Regions from separate parts of the Mus musculus genome. Here regions 1, 3, 4 and 5 are each linked to region 2. The links are chromatin contacts, called in public ChIA-PET, HiChIP or PLAC-seq and promoter capture Hi-C maps. All regions are on one chromosome and are shown on one strand. Each heading gives the region's core, a stretch centred on a gene start, on an enhancer-like site or on the middle of the called end of the contact. The rest is flanking DNA. Distances are from core to core; before and after follow the strand shown. Region 1 has its middle 59 kb from the start of Hs3st3b1. Region 2 holds the start of Hs3st3a1 (heparan sulfate (glucosamine) 3-O-sulfotransferase 3A1). Region 3 has its middle 130 kb from the start of Hs3st3b1. Region 4 has its middle 55 kb from the start of Gm40016. Region 5 overlaps Hs3st3b1 (heparan sulfate (glucosamine) 3-O-sulfotransferase 3B1).

Region 1 (2,738 bases), core at 94-2,593, 570 kb after region 2:
CCAATCCAATTCTATGAAGGAAGGTAAATTTCAGATGTTAGGTTTCAAACCTGGGACAAAAGGCTGAGGTGTCTATTTAACACGTCAAAGCAGACATGGCCACCAGGTTCTCCTTGCATCCCTCAGTCCCCACCTGTTAGAGGGTCCCCTACCCTAAGTGTCTCCAGCTCAGTGGTCTAGGCTGCTCTTCCTCTACAATCCCGGCATGGTGGCTCTCTCCTCTCTTGGTACTTTTGGGTCTCCTGGCTGCTGCACCTGGTTCCCTCTCCCTTCTCTCCCCACATGGTTCAGGGTCATGTCCACCCACGCGACTGACCCACATGTCCCTGCCTCTGGCTATGCTCTCCCTCCCACGTGTCTGCAATAAACGTTCTCCTTCACTAAACCTAGGACCAATTATGCTTCCTTTTCTTGTTCTCTCTCTCCCTCTCCCTCTCCCCCCCCTCCCCTCTTCATCCAGCCTTCAGGTTTGTGTAGCTGTGATCAGAACTGGGAATTTTGAGTCATATAAGTCAAAGTACTAAATAATTGTTTGGTATAGACTTATAAATTGTAAATTTCTGGGTCAAGGGAATAAACACTTTTAAGGCTTTTAATTAATGTCATCCAATTACTTGTCGGGAAATGTAAAGTGTGAATAAGAATTTAAAAACATAGATCCTGGCGTGGAATTACATGTGTATAGTGCTGAAGTAGGAGGCATTAGAAAGCTCGACCGCAGCTTGGGCTGTGGCGTGAGAACTGGTCAACAAACTAACCAGCCAACCCTCAAATACTCAAGCTTCTGCATCATATTACTTTATTTGTTTTGTCAAAAAAAAAATCAATCAGGGAGCCAGTGAGATGGCTCAGCAGGTACAGGAGCTTGCGGCTAAGCCTGGGGATATGAGTTCAATTCCTGCATCCCACATGGTAGAGGGAGAGAAGTGACTCTCTGACAGTTGTCATCCTGACCCACACATCAGTAAATAAAAGATTTAAAAAAATGAATTGGCATAAACTCGCAGCTGTTACATGTTTTCATTTTCATTACTGAGAAGAGAGGGTGAGGAAGAAAGAAAGAAAGAAATCAAGGAAGGAAGGAAGGAAGGAAGGAAGGAAGGAAGGAAGGAAGAAAGAAAGAAAGAAAGAAAGAAAGAAAGAAAGAAAGAAAGAAAGAAAGAAAGAAAGGAAGGAAGGAAGAAAGGAAGAAAGGCAGGAAGGAGTAATAAGTGCAAAAGCACTCGTCTGAACTACACAGACATTTTTAACACATTCAGTTTAAACTAAATGACACTGCACTTTCCAAGTGTTTGCTTTTGATGGTTTTCTTGCCAAGTCCATACTTCTTACTGGGCTCCAGTCATTGGCTTTGATCCCTGTTTGTGACTCATGTACCTTTGTGGTTTGTTGTCACCCAGGGCCCATCCTCCAATGTTTGCAATTTACCTTTGGTATAGGCAGGGTTTTTTTTTTCCCCTTGATTTTCTTTCTTTCTTTCTTTCTTTCTTTCTTTCTTTCTTTCTTTCTTTCTTTCTTTCTTCCTTCCTTCCTTCCTTTCTTTCTTTCTTTCTTTCTTTCTTTCTTTCTTTCTTTCTTTCTTAAAGCCAGAATCTGAGTTGGTAGGATACTGGAGAGAACCCACAAAGCTTTTTCTTTGAAGACCTAGTATAATAACTAAGGCCTGGATGGAGACCTTAGAGAAGGATTTGTTGTTTTGTAAGCAAAATGTTAAGAATGTGTTTTCAAAACAGAATGTTTAAAAAGGGGGAGAAGGCAGTCGTGGTTCCTCTTTCCTTGTGGCAGATCTGAAGTAGAAGAAAGAAGTCCTTGAACCTATACTCTCCCCATCTATTTACTGACTCTATCAGGCTGCCCCGGGGCCCCTGGGAGCCCAGGTCAAATGGCCAATCAATCCAAGTTAAACAAGTTATTTGCTTCAAGAAGAAACAAAGAGAAGCAACCTTTCTTTCTAACCACCCAGCTGAGCCAATGAAACTGCTCGCCCTCTTCCCTCCCCCTTCCTTTCCCTTGTTTGCTGTAGTGTTGACAGTCAGCTCAGTGCAGCAGGACAGGAACAGAGTGGTGACTTCAACAGAAAGAACAGGATAATGCTTGAAAGCAACAGACACTGGGGTCAAAGGCCAAAGGACCAGACCAAGATCAAGGGATATAGATAACTAGGGTCAGTGCCTACCCTAACCCCTGGTCACCAGGAGGGTGGCAGGGACCAGGAAGCTGCACAGCACACTGTGGGTCACAGTCACCCAGTCAGGGTTGCTGGAACTGCTGGGGCAGAAGCTTACCCAACCCAGCAGAAGATCCTCCAGGGATTCTCTTCGGAGATCCTGGAGGTGCAGAAACTGGATATAGTTGACCAGTATAAGTTGAGGAAGCTGGAATCCCAGCGCTTGATGAAAACAGTGCCCTGTCACTGCTCTGGAAAACAGAGCTTTACTGTATCTTGCCTGGGCTAGTCTGTCTTTGGGACAGCTGGAATCTCCTGAAGAGAAGGCACAAGCTGTGAAAGCAGGCTCTTCATTCGAAAGATCCTTGCTCAGCCATGTTTAATAGGAACCAGAGAAAGAAATGAAGATAAAGAAAGAGGCAGCTTTTGATGTGCACTTCTTGAGGTCCTAGCCATAGCATGCAGAAGCAGGAACAGAGACTAAGCTGTTGTGTAGGTAGTCGGTATGGGAAGGTGATTGTAAGAAACAGCGGTTGGAAGCTGACAGGGTGGGTGGTGTTGCACAGAACTG
Region 2 (2,700 bases), core at 163-2,662:
GAGAAGAACGGGAGCCCAAGATGGGAACAGCTACTGCTCCCCCTTTGCCATCCCTTCCTAGTCTCCCCCTCTGCACAGCCAGCGCTCAGAAGTACCCATGGGGGTCCCCGCGCTCACCGGTACCAGGCGAGGCCCTTGTGGTAGCTGCGGTCAAAAAAGTGGGGCTCAGCACCCACGGCACGCACGTCGGGGTGCACGCGCAGGAACTCCAGCAGCGCCCGCGTGCCGCCCTTCTTCACGCCGATGATGATGGCCTGCGGCAGCTGCTTGCTGCCCTCGTCCAGAAGTAAGGCCAGGGTCCCCGGCTGGGCCTCGGCCACGCTGCTTCCCGCCCCGGAGCCTCCTGGTGCGGCGGCCAGCCCAGGGCTCTGCTCCTCCTGGTCGCTGCTGTCTCCTGGCCCCGACCGCCCGCGCCTCCTCCGTTGCCTCAGCTGCAGGAGGCGCTTCCTTGGCGCTCCCGCGGGCCACATCGCCAGTTCCCTGGGTCCTGCAGGGACGCCGCGCCCCGGGACCCCCGCGACGGGGCCCGAGCCGGGTGGGCAGCGCTCCGCCAGGCAGTAGAAGACGTAGAGGGAAGTGAGTAGCGAGCAGAGCATCAGCAAGAACTTCCTGAAGATGCTGCGCGACAGTGGCTCCGCCGGGCTGGGCTGGGCGCCGGTGGGACCCGAGGGGGCCATCCTAGCCAGAGGCGACCTCGGACGGCGAGCGGGCCATGCTAGGCCACGACTGTGCTGGGAGCTCCGCCATCCCCGCTGCCAGCCAGCGTGCTGCCCCGCGGCCGCATCGCCTGAGCCGCCCTGCGTGCCTGAGAGCTGCCCCGCTGGGCGGCAGCAGGGGCTGGAACTAGGGACCAAGCACTGCGAGCCCTTCTTGGGGTCCTGGGCTTCGGGCGACGAGGAGGAAAGGGGTGCGGGGCCGTGCTTAAGAAACCATGGTCTTGGGTCTGAAACGCGCCCGAGTCCTGAGCCTAGCTGCGCAGAGCTCCGCGCCCTGGGTCTCCGAGAGTCGCCCGGCAAGGGAGTCTCTGCGGCGGCAGTGGCGAAGGTGCTCGGCTCAGCAGGGTCCTGAGCGGTGCGGAACTTGGCTCAGCGATAACACATCCTTGGCTCAGTCCCCCGTGGAGCGGGCGCAGGACTCTCGGGCCGAAGAATTGTGTACGCTCCGGTTAGAACGAGTGACCCTTTTTCCAGCTTCTGCTCTCCTGGCCCGCCCAGGAGCGTGCCCTGAGTCCTGGCTCAGCTCGTCTCAGCAACCGAGCAAGCAAAGTCCCCCTAGTCCCTCTATCCGAATGGGACTCAAGCCTTCTGGCCTCTTGAGCGCTCCGGAAGTCTACCCACTCCTCTGGGGCCCCAGCTGGGAACAGCTTGGAGGGGCCCCGCTGTGCGGGACCTGTCAGCCACCGCTGCCACTGTGCTCTTGGGCTCTCCCCGCAGCCTCCTCAGCCGCTACCGCCACACGTGGGACGCGAAGGACAGCAAACTTGGTGGTGACGTCAACGGCCCAGGCCAGACCAACGCGGGGATCCGCTCTAGGGTGCAGAGCAGAGGCGCAGGGGCCGGGCTAGAGAGGCAGAAGGGGTGGGACCGGGACAAAAAAAAAAAAAAAAGGTGACGAGGCACCGCCCAATACACTGGAGAGGGCGCGGACGACAGAGGAGACGCCCCTTCCTCGCACTCCCTCTCTCCTTTCCTCCTTCCTCCTCCTCCACCCCTAGGTCTCTGGGCGCTGTCAGATTGACAGCGCCTGTATGATTGCCTGAGTCTAACGCCCAGCCAGTCCACCCCTTGCCGGATTGGGGGTTCTCAGACCTCTCCAGCTCAGCTTAGTCCTTAGCAGCCTTAACACCCCCAGATCCCCACTTCCTGATTCCCTCTGGTCCCAGCTTCTGTATTCCTACCCTTCTCCAGCCCACCCATCCCATCCCCTCTCATCCCAGAGACTTCTGAAGTTTTGTTCCCAAGAGTTCTTGGCAGGCCACGCCCCCATTTGTCTGGGCAAAGAGACAGCTTCAGTACAGACTTGCCTTCTACTTCCCTGTCCACTGAGGGCCCTTACAAGTCTGTCTGTTAGTTTGCTTGCTTGCTTGTTTTTCCTTTGGATTTATTTAAAAAGATGAAGAGTCTCATAGGACCTGGAAAGGAACCCCTTAGAAACTAGATCAATAAATACACCAAAACAGAAATTATATTTAAAAAATAATAAGTACAATTCCAAATCCGTATAACCAGTTGTTGATAAAGTTTAATACTTTGCATATGTGCACCACCCACATGCGTGAATGTGTTTTCACTCTTTGAGAGTTAAGAGTCCTTCCCTAAACAACGGGTTCCTTTTTCTCTTATTTCCCCTGACCCCTAGATACCCTTCCCATGCCCCCAAAGCAAGTCACAAAGAGGTAAAATCTGCCCCTTGCTGGCTCCTGGGGAGGTGAGTAGTAAAATCTTCAGGAGATGTTGAAGGTTTGATTGCTTTCTTTGGCTGTTACTCTGTGGTGGTTTTGTTTTCAATTTTTCATTTATTTGTATTTTATGTGTATGGCTGTTTTGCCTGCATGTGTGTCTGTGCACCACGTGGGTACCTGGTGCCAGCTGGAGAGTTCTAAATCTCTTTGAACTGGAGTTCCTGACAGTTGTTAGCCTAGATGTGGGTGCTGGGAATTGTACCAGGTCCTCTAGAAGAGCAGCCAGGGCTCTTACTGCC
Region 3 (2,717 bases), core at 181-2,680, 650 kb after region 2:
CTAATCTGTTATCTGTTATTTCCCTGCATTCCTGGTAATTTATTGAGTTTTTTTTTTTCTTTTCTAGAATTAAAAAAAAAAATCAGTAAGTAGCCCAGGCTGCCTGGGATCTTAGTACATGATGTAGACTGCCTTTGAACTTGTAATCCTCCTGCCGCAGCCTCCGGGATTGCAGGTGTTCTCCACCACACCCAGTCTTTTCTGAAATTCTTATCTTCTGTACCTGTCTATTCTCCAAGGGCCGAGGTGAGTGAATTCTCTTCACGGAACCGTCACTGTTTATATTCATGCGATTATATCTTAAAATTAGTGTTTGCTTCTAACTTGTTCAGTCGCTTCAGATCTTGAAAACTTTAGAGTGACGCCTCCCCCTTCCCCTTTTTTCTTTCCCATTGTTCTTTGACTGAAAAGCAAAGCAAAAGAAAAGAAGAACAACACAGAAGAACTTCCCTAGGGCAAAGGAGTTTATATTAGGTCATTTCTAAAAACCTTAAATTATCCTTACCAAAGTCAAGGACCTTCCATAGGATCTGACCAGAAGGCAACAGGGTTACTATAACTTCCTGTAAAATGAGACATGCTGAATCAAGGTTTTTATGTTGGACTTGTAAAAAAAAAAAAATTACACTGTTCGAAATGAATCAAGTCCAAAGTCTGTTAGACTCAAAAATGAAGAATGTAAGGAAAGAAGTTATAGTATTTGCACGAGCTTGTTGATATCAGGTCTGTCACAATGCCAAGATGTTTTCAGTCCTCCGCTGGGGGACTGTTTATCAAACTCACAAAGATTGTCTGCACAAGAGCCCAGAAAACTCCACCCTGGATCGACTCCTATCAAGGCATCTGAGGCTTAGTCACCAGCGTTCCTCTCAGAGCATCATCCCCAAGCACAAAGGGAAAACCTCTAATAGCCAAGCTTCCTTCTTAATAATCCAATTTGGATCAATTGACCATAACATCATCCAGAGCGCGCTGTAACCCAGTAATGCTCAGCTCATGCAGGCTCCCAGGATAATGAAGTCCATATGGCTGGAGGTGACTGAGTCCACCTTGCTATGTTTAGAGGAATTCAAACTCCTGCTATTCTGGCAGGGCAGGTGTCTTTTGGCCTTTAACTACCCTCCAGGGACAAGCGCCTGGGTTCCCTGCATACTGTACACTTCCTCCAGTATTCTTTGTCACCAAGCAGAGCTTCCCCAGCTGGGCAGAAGCCTCACTCCTCTCTGAGTCGCTGAACAACTGAACAGAGGCCTGGTTGCATTTCTGTACACTATGGAAGCATCGCTCTGGACCCAGAGGAAACAGTACAGAAGGGCACAGGGTGTGCACCAAGCTTTTGTGTTTGGTGTCTGCTTTATGCTTTACTGGCCTTGAGCAAGTCAGCTGAATCTTTACACTCTTAGCTTCTCATCTGCCCAGATCGCTTCTGAGACACTACCAGTGAACAGCGTGGGAGAGTGTTTTGAGAATGTAATAAGCTACAGCTAAGCATTGTGGGTATTTTTGTCCTTTGCTGGAGGTGGTTTCTGGATCTTCTTCCCATAGAAGTCTAAAGAGTTGCAGGGTTAAAGCTGTTTGTTTTCGCTTTCATGCCCACTGCATCTTGGAGGGACCCTGCTTCTTCCCTCTTCTTGGTGGCACTCGCTCTCTGTCCCTCTCTCCCCTTGAAACTCTTTCCATTAGAGGGCAGGATGGAGTAGTGCCTGAGAGCTCTGTTTTATGGCCCAGAGGGGATGTATTCAATGCTGCCATAGACAACGTTGAGCCACAGAGGTTAGATCCACACCATGAAGGTAGATCCTGAGGCTGGGAAATAGTTAAAAGGGATTCCACGGGACATTATCAGAGGAGTACAGCAACAAGGTCTGATGGAGACGGCTGCCTGGACAAGATGGGCACAGGGTCATGCATGGGTATAGTGACGATCAAATTATTTCTTCTTAAGACAACATCTTCCTGTTTAGCAGTGGCAAGCCTTGAGCTCTCAATCTCCTTAACTACCTGTCTCAGTTTCCTGACTGCTAGGATTTTAGGTATGCACTACCACACTAGGCTTGTTGAAGTGCATGTAGGCAGGGCGGGGAGAGAAAAAGAGATCATGCAGTCCACCCAGGCTGGCCTTGAGCTCACTCTGTAGCTAAAAATGAACTTGAACTCTCTATTCTCCTGTCTTCGTCTTCCAAGTGCTGTGGTTACAAGAGTACATCACCACACCTGGCTATCAGCTTGTTCAATTCTTGACAACAAGATTTCCTTCCTTATGAAGTTGTATTTGAAAATTATTTTTAAGATATTTTATGTGCAAGCCCTGATTATGACCATATAAAGTTAGTATTAGGATGCCCCCATTTCACAGATAAGGAGATTGAGGTACAGAGGGATGAAAGGACTTCCCAACATTCCCTGTTGGTGTAACTAGGACCTCAACATGCCTTCTCTGATTCCACAGTCTTCAGAGTTGATCAAAGGGAGAGAAGCCCCAGGTTTTTGGTAGTGATGTAATCGCAAGCTCCTAACATTAAGCTCCTCACGTAGCTTCTAACCTTTGAGAAAAAATGCCCAGACTCGCATCACAGAGGGGAAGTAGGCTTAGCAACTAGAGATCTTGGTTAGGCACTGCTAAATACAGACCAGCTTCTCTAACACATGATTTGACCAATTCCTTAGGAGAGTTCCTTAGGAGGTGAAAGCTTTCTGTAGTATTCCGGAGACAAGTT
Region 4 (2,700 bases), core at 64-2,563, 920 kb after region 2:
TTTGTGTGCTCACATGCATGCATATATTCATATACATGAATGGGTTTCCTATTACTTTTTTGAGAGAGGGAGGAAGAAAGAGACAATACAATAGAGTTTTCCTATAGCAGGGCAACTAGTGCCCCCACTTGATGTCACAGACTAACAAATAAATAGCCTGGTTCAAGAAATGGGCTATTTATTTTGAAATTGTTCCCCACTGGTTTGTTTGTTTCCCTCTAGACATTGATAGTAAGACCCTACTGCTGAAGTCACCACCTACTAGAGCCACGGAACGTGGAGAAACTAAGCTGACGCTAAGCTGGGAGCTTCACTCCCTACCTGATAGCTTCCAGTGTTGGAGGGGACTCTGCATGCTACCAGGGGAGAAGCATAAGCATTGTCTTACCACGCTGGGAACATGTTAGGCTGCCATAATGGCCTCCCTGGCAAGATGTGCCACGGGTGCAGTAGTGACAAACATCATGGGAGTAACTTATCACTTTGTGATAGGATTTAAGTTCTGCTCCACAAAATGAAACTCGTACCTGGAACCACTGTTGGGTGAAGAACCTGTGGCTAGGCAGATTATAGACCCCAGGGGAGAACTTTCCACTATTATTCTGTTAAATGGCCACAGAATTAAACCAAATCATAAAGACTTTTGGTTTTGGTTTTGGTTTTCGAGACAGGGTTTCTCTGTGTAGCCCTGGCTGTCCTGGAACTCACTCTGTAGACCAGGCTGGCCTCAAACTCAGAAATCCGCCTGCCTCTGCCTCCAAAGTGTTGGGAATAAAGGCATGCGCCACCACTGCCTGGCCGTTCTCTCTCTCTCTCTCTCTCTCTTTCTCTCTCTCTCTCTCTCTCATGTGTGTGCAAATGCATACCATAACACCTATGTAGAGATCAGAGGACAACTTGAAGGAGTTGGTTCTCTCTCTCTCCTATCTATGTGAGTCCCAGGATAGAACTCAAGAAGCTGTCAGACTCGGATACAAGTGTTTTTACCACTGAGCCACATTGCCAGCTTTAGTCTGTTTTGCCAAGAGCAGCACATCCTAGGTAGGCATGATGCTTGCTTCATACCATTATGACCATCCATCGGGAGACCTGCACCCTGTGGAGCAGATAAAGCAAGAATAGGGTCAGAGGGCCCCAGAGACAGAGCAGAGGGAACGGACATGGTTTTCTTATCTACAACGGTAGAAGCTGGAAGCCGACTTGGTTGCTTTTCAAACAAGGGGAGAAAGAACCATTGTTAGTGTGTGAGTGTGAGCCCCAGGCTGGGTGTGCAGTGTGCATTCTTTGTTATATCCTCTGGCACAGGTCCAGCTGGCCTCTCACTTCCTCCTGTCAGGCCCTGCAATAGGCCTTTGAACTGGAGGCTTCACATTCAACCCAAGACTCAGAGGCTCTGAAAATGGTCACTGCTCGGCAGGCAATTTTAAATCACTTTCGCTCTTGGCTACCTTAAATCATCTCACACGGCACTCTGGAACACATTAGACAACTTTATTGCCACATTCCTTGCCAATTTAATTTTTGTAAATCATATCACGCACTTGAGATTTCTTCATGTAACTCGGATTTTTTTCAAGGGGGCCTTTGTTTGTGGTGGGCTTTGTGGCCGGTGGACTCTGCAGCTGTTGGTCCAGACTGCTACCTTCCATCTATATGAGAAGTGAGGATAACTGTTAGTTGTATTCCTCGACACACCTCTAGCGACATTTTCACTGCCTGCAGTTACCAAGATTATTGTGGTAACCTGGCATGGGTGGGTTCCTCGTGTCATCTGGAGCAAGGAGAAGCAGGCCTAGGGGGACACTGTCGGAAGGCATCTGTTCACTGAGAAGGGCACTAAGCACACTTAAGGGGTTTTATTATTGACTCCAAATTTCAGTGTGAATGTTTCAGAAGTATCTCCCTCCTATTCATAGCATTTCAAAATGAATTTTTACATTAAACTACATGAGTAATGTTACAGAAGGCAGAATATAAAAATGCTGAATAAAGATAATCACAAGAAGTGAAGAAAGGCCGGAAATGCTAATCCTAGCACCTGGTTGTCTTTGGGGAGCAAGTGTTCTTCAGTGCTCACTCTTTTTCTCTGTGTGTGGGTGGGCACTTATTTTCTTTTAAAGTACAATTAGAGTTTTATCCATGCCAATGTGAATTCTTATTCAAAACGACATTACAAATGTTCTATAGGCAGACTGGCCAGTCCTCTTTTGCAGAATCTTTGTGTTCAATTCAGGTTTTCTGTATCACCAATAGCAATAATTAAACATTTCAGATGTCTCCTTTTATTTCTGATGGCACCTCTTGGGTGTGCGGATCAATAAAATGAGTATTTCAAGGGTTTTTTTTTTTTTTTGATACACTCAGCCCAACAACCTTAGAGTAAACAAAGTTCCAGGCATGCTGCAGAGAAAACTTCATTTTATACAACTCATTTCTGGTCCTTTGAAAATTGTCCTAGTTTGATTTCTGTGGCTGTGAGGGAGGAAAGAGTTTGTTTGGCTTACAGATTGCAGACCATCACTGAGGGAAGCTGGGACAGGGGCTCAAGGCAGGACCCTGGAGGCAGGAACTGAAATAGTTACCATGGAGGAGTACTGCTTCCTCATGGAACTCAGGTGCCCCTGACCAAGGGTAGCACCACTCACAGTGAGCTGTGTCCTCCCCCATCAGTCATTAATGAAGAAAATGTCGCACAGACAT
Region 5 (2,700 bases), core at 140-2,639, 530 kb after region 2:
TTTTTTAGGGCTCAGACTTCTGAGACCTGGAGAAACCACATTGGCTCCCAATTGCCCTCATTCCCACATGGCTTAGGCCTGTCCCTGCCTAGACTACAGAGTAACCTGGTTCTGTCTGGAGCCTTCCACGAAGGCGAGTAGACGTGATCAAAACTGCTGATCAGCCCTGGCTTAGAACTGTGCCCTCCCCATATCCAGTGTACTGAGGTTATAGGACACCCCAGTGAAGGTGCAGCTCCTGGGTAGGGCTGCCTCCACCCCCCCCCCCCCCCAGAGCACAGCCACCCACTCACTCATTTTTAGTTATTTTTAGGATTGTATATTCTTCCAGTTGCAGCTGGAAACCCAAAAACAGGCTCCTGAGGATTTTGTGTTCTGAATAAAGAACACTCGCAGGGAATGGCTGGGAGGCCTACTGTACATCTCCTTATGTAAGGAGATGAGGAAGGCCTTAGATGAGCACAGGTGACAGACAACAGTTATGAAGAGGATAGAAAGCTCATTGTTTTTCTTCTTCTAACTCTGTGGAGGGGGTTTTAGTGTGGAGTGGTGGTTAGTGCATAAGATATATTTGACACTGAAATGTGTTTTTTTGTTTGTTTTGATTTTTTTTAAAGATTTGTTTATACATACACACACACACACACACACACACACACACACACACACACACGAGTACACTGTCTCTGTCTTCAGACACACCAGAAGAGGGCATCAGACCTCATTACAGATGGTTGTGAGCCATCATCTGGTTGCTGGGAGTTGAACTCAGGACCTTGAGAAGAGCGGCCAGTGCTCTTAACAGCTGAGTCATCTCTCCAGCCCTGAAAGTGTAAAGTTTAACGTGAAACTTCACAACCTTCTGCTGTGAATGCTGTTCTAACGGAATATATGTTCATTAGGTTTTATTGATGTTGGGTCTGGTTAGCTATAGTGTGTGATTTGTTTATTTATTCTCAAGTTTTTCTTAATAATAAGCTTACGCAAAAAAAAAAACAAAAAAACCAAAAATTTGTTCTACTTGAAGCCCACGTGTCAATTGTGCTTTGACTTGGACTTAATTGGGATTTTGCCCCAGTTCTAAAACCCGCCTGCTTCTCCTTCCCCATAGAATAACTTCTGAGCTCTCTCTGTCTGAGGACTGTCATGGGGACCAGCGATGGACCCAGGAAGCAGGAAGAAGGCGTGAGGGGGTCTCAGAAGGCATTTATTTTGTTATTGGGATGCTTCCTGCTTTGGGTTTTGCTCTTTGGAGTTGCTCTTGTGTTTGGATGGGAGACGCTCTCCACCTGCACACAGCTTTAAATGGTTGTTCACAGCTGGTGCTGCCTGGAAAGTCATGAACCTTCTTCAGCAGGCTGCACTTCCTGTCCACACTGTACTTCCTGTGACTGCTCTGGGATCCAGGCAACTTCCTGTTTCCACCACCATATCTTTCTTGCCCTGATAGATTGTATCTCTCCGAAACTACAACCCACAGAAGTACTTTCTCCCTTCAGTTTGTTCGGGGTATTTTTTAATCACAGCCACAAAACTAAGACAGATGCAGTTTGATATACTTGGCAGTGTATCGGGCACTTGCTTTTTGTTTGTCCTGACTAGCACGCTTTTGCCAATAGTTGAGGTGAGGGTTCCCGCCTCACCTCATCCTATCATGATGATGTTGTTGTGCCTTTCCCTCAGTAGAACTGTGCCTTGTTAAGTCCTTCCTCTCTCAGGGTGCTTCTTATCAAGTGTTTGGTCACAATGATGAATGACTAATAAGTGCTATCCTGTGTTTCCATGCCCGTGCCCCAAGTATTTCATCCCGGAAGCCAAAGTTACAATTCTGTTGAACAGTTTTCAGCAAGGACTGCTTTTGCTGGTGAGCAGAAAAGATGGCGCCTAGAATCAAAGGCCATTGCTAGAGCGCCTTCATGATGAGGGAGAGGGTATACATCCTCAAAGTGACTGCTGGTTGTTGGGGTGGAGTCTGTCATTAAAGGAAAGCCCTGTAATTAGAAATTCTACTTCCAAGAGAGACCTGCAGCTGGAGCAGCTGCAGACTCTCCACACAGCATTCCTGGGTGCTGAAGAGGGGGATGCTGGAGCCAGGGTACCCATTCGGCAGTCAATGGGTGGGCCTGTAGGTAGCCATCTGTCTGAGGATGTGGTCAACCCCCTCCCCGTTCCAGGGGCCAGGGATGAGGGCTATATGGCCGATTCTATCCTCATTGGCTCCTTATTTCCAACCAACCCCACCCTTTTGGTTGGTTCTTTCTTTCTTTCTCTCTTTCTTTCTTTCTCTCTTTCTTTCTTTCTCTCTTTCTTTCTTTCTTTCTTTCTTTCTTTCTTTCTTTCTTTCTTTCTTTCTTTCTTTCTTTCTTTCTGATCTCAACACATTTCATTTTTGTTTCCCTCAATGTCAAACTTCTTCCTGAGCATTGAACCCGGGTCCTTGTACATGCTAGCCAAGTATACTGTAGGCATGAGCCATCAACCTCAGGCCTCAGTTGCCAAACGTCATTAAGATGGTCAACTCTAGCAAAGACGGTGTAGTGCACACCTAAACTCCCAGCACTTGGCAAGCAAGCAGGAGGATCTCGGCTTGAGGCTACTTAGTACAACCTCTATCTCAAAACACAGCAGCAACAACAAAACACCCTCTTCATTCTTTTGCACAGTGTAAACTGTGTTGCTGTGCCCTTTTATCTGACCACC

What was found. Promoter capture Hi-C pulls out the DNA fragments that hold promoters and counts their contacts. ChIA-PET counts read pairs in DNA pulled down with a chosen protein or histone mark. HiChIP or PLAC-seq counts read pairs in DNA pulled down with a chosen protein or histone mark.
Region 1: a promoter capture Hi-C map of liver shows a contact between it and region 2, with 2.6 times the contacts expected there. The contact joins the enhancer-like site here to the promoter of Hs3st3a1 in region 2. A contact is called at or near these places in 10 of 39 promoter capture datasets (the 3T3-L1 cell line, the C10 cell line, HPC-7-derived erythroid cells and 5 more), 4 of 115 datasets of contacts at active chromatin or transcription factors (craniofacial prominence, embryonic basal ganglia, fibro-adipogenic progenitors and 1 more) and 2 of 9 other capture datasets (embryonic stem cells and liver).
Region 3: a contact with region 2 is called in an H3K4me3 HiChIP or PLAC-seq map of embryonic limb bud, with 3 times the contacts expected there. The contact joins the enhancer-like site here to the promoter of Hs3st3a1 in region 2. A contact is called at or near these places in 11 of 39 promoter capture datasets (the 3T3-L1 cell line, the C10 cell line, HPC-7-derived erythroid cells and 6 more), 2 of 484 Hi-C or Micro-C datasets (the N1E-115 cell line and liver), 4 of 115 datasets of contacts at active chromatin or transcription factors (embryonic forebrain, embryonic limb bud, embryonic stem cells and 1 more) and 2 of 9 other capture datasets (adipose tissue and embryonic stem cells).
Region 4: an H3K4me3 HiChIP or PLAC-seq map of forebrain shows a contact between it and region 2, with 6 times the contacts expected there. The contact joins the enhancer-like site here to the promoter of Hs3st3a1 in region 2. A contact is called at or near these places in 8 of 39 promoter capture datasets (the 3T3-L1 cell line, the C10 cell line, HPC-7-derived erythroid cells and 4 more), 4 of 115 datasets of contacts at active chromatin or transcription factors (differentiating embryonic stem cells, embryonic stem cells, forebrain and 1 more) and 1 of 9 other capture datasets (embryonic stem cells).
Region 5: a contact with region 2 is called in an RNA polymerase II ChIA-PET map of memory CD8 T cells, with 10 read pairs. The contact joins the enhancer-like site here to the promoter of Hs3st3a1 in region 2. A contact is called at or near these places in 11 of 39 promoter capture datasets (the 3T3-L1 cell line, 3T3-L1-derived adipocytes, cranial neural crest and 8 more), 26 of 484 Hi-C or Micro-C datasets (CD4 T cells, CD8 T cells, the N1E-115 cell line and 15 more), 18 of 115 datasets of contacts at active chromatin or transcription factors (acute myeloid leukemia, astrocytes, craniofacial prominence and 12 more) and 1 of 9 other capture datasets (liver).

Annotation. Positions count from the first base shown.
Region 1 is chr11:63,861,531-63,864,268 of GRCm38.p6, reverse strand. No RefSeq gene overlaps it. Among named protein-coding and RNA genes, the nearest start is that of Hs3st3b1, 59 kb to the left of the region's middle. Within about 2 kb of position 1,343, at least 40 of the 459 cell types and tissues checked have an H3K27ac peak or open chromatin away from gene starts, as enhancers often do. A contact at or near this core is called in craniofacial prominence and liver, where this site is marked.
Region 2 is chr11:64,434,044-64,436,743 of GRCm38.p6, reverse strand. Hs3st3a1 (heparan sulfate (glucosamine) 3-O-sulfotransferase 3A1) reads right to left here and starts at 1,412. Exons shown (of 2, transcript NM_178870.5): 1 at 118-1,412. The coding sequence starts at 677. It overlaps F930015N05Rik (RIKEN cDNA F930015N05 gene), which reads left to right and starts at 70. Exons shown (of 1, transcript NR_028445.1): 1 at 70-2,700.
Region 3 is chr11:63,788,179-63,790,895 of GRCm38.p6, reverse strand. No RefSeq gene overlaps it. Among named protein-coding and RNA genes, the nearest start is that of Hs3st3b1, 130 kb to the left of the region's middle. Within about 2 kb of position 1,430, at least 14 of the 459 cell types and tissues checked have an H3K27ac peak or open chromatin away from gene starts, as enhancers often do. A contact at or near this core is called in the N1E-115 cell line and embryonic limb bud, where this site is marked.
Region 4 is chr11:63,517,669-63,520,368 of GRCm38.p6, reverse strand. No RefSeq gene overlaps it. Among named protein-coding and RNA genes, the nearest start is that of Gm40016, 55 kb to the right of the region's middle. Within about 2 kb of position 1,313, at least 30 of the 459 cell types and tissues checked have an H3K27ac peak or open chromatin away from gene starts, as enhancers often do. A contact at or near this core is called in forebrain, where this site is marked.
Region 5 is chr11:63,907,365-63,910,064 of GRCm38.p6, reverse strand. The region is part of intron 1 of Hs3st3b1 (heparan sulfate (glucosamine) 3-O-sulfotransferase 3B1); the gene reads left to right. Among named protein-coding and RNA genes, the nearest start is that of Hs3st3b1, 14 kb to the left of the region's middle. Within about 2 kb of position 1,389, at least 84 of the 459 cell types and tissues checked have an H3K27ac peak or open chromatin away from gene starts, as enhancers often do. A contact at or near this core is called in CD8 T cells, the N1E-115 cell line, acute myeloid leukemia and 3 more, where this site is marked.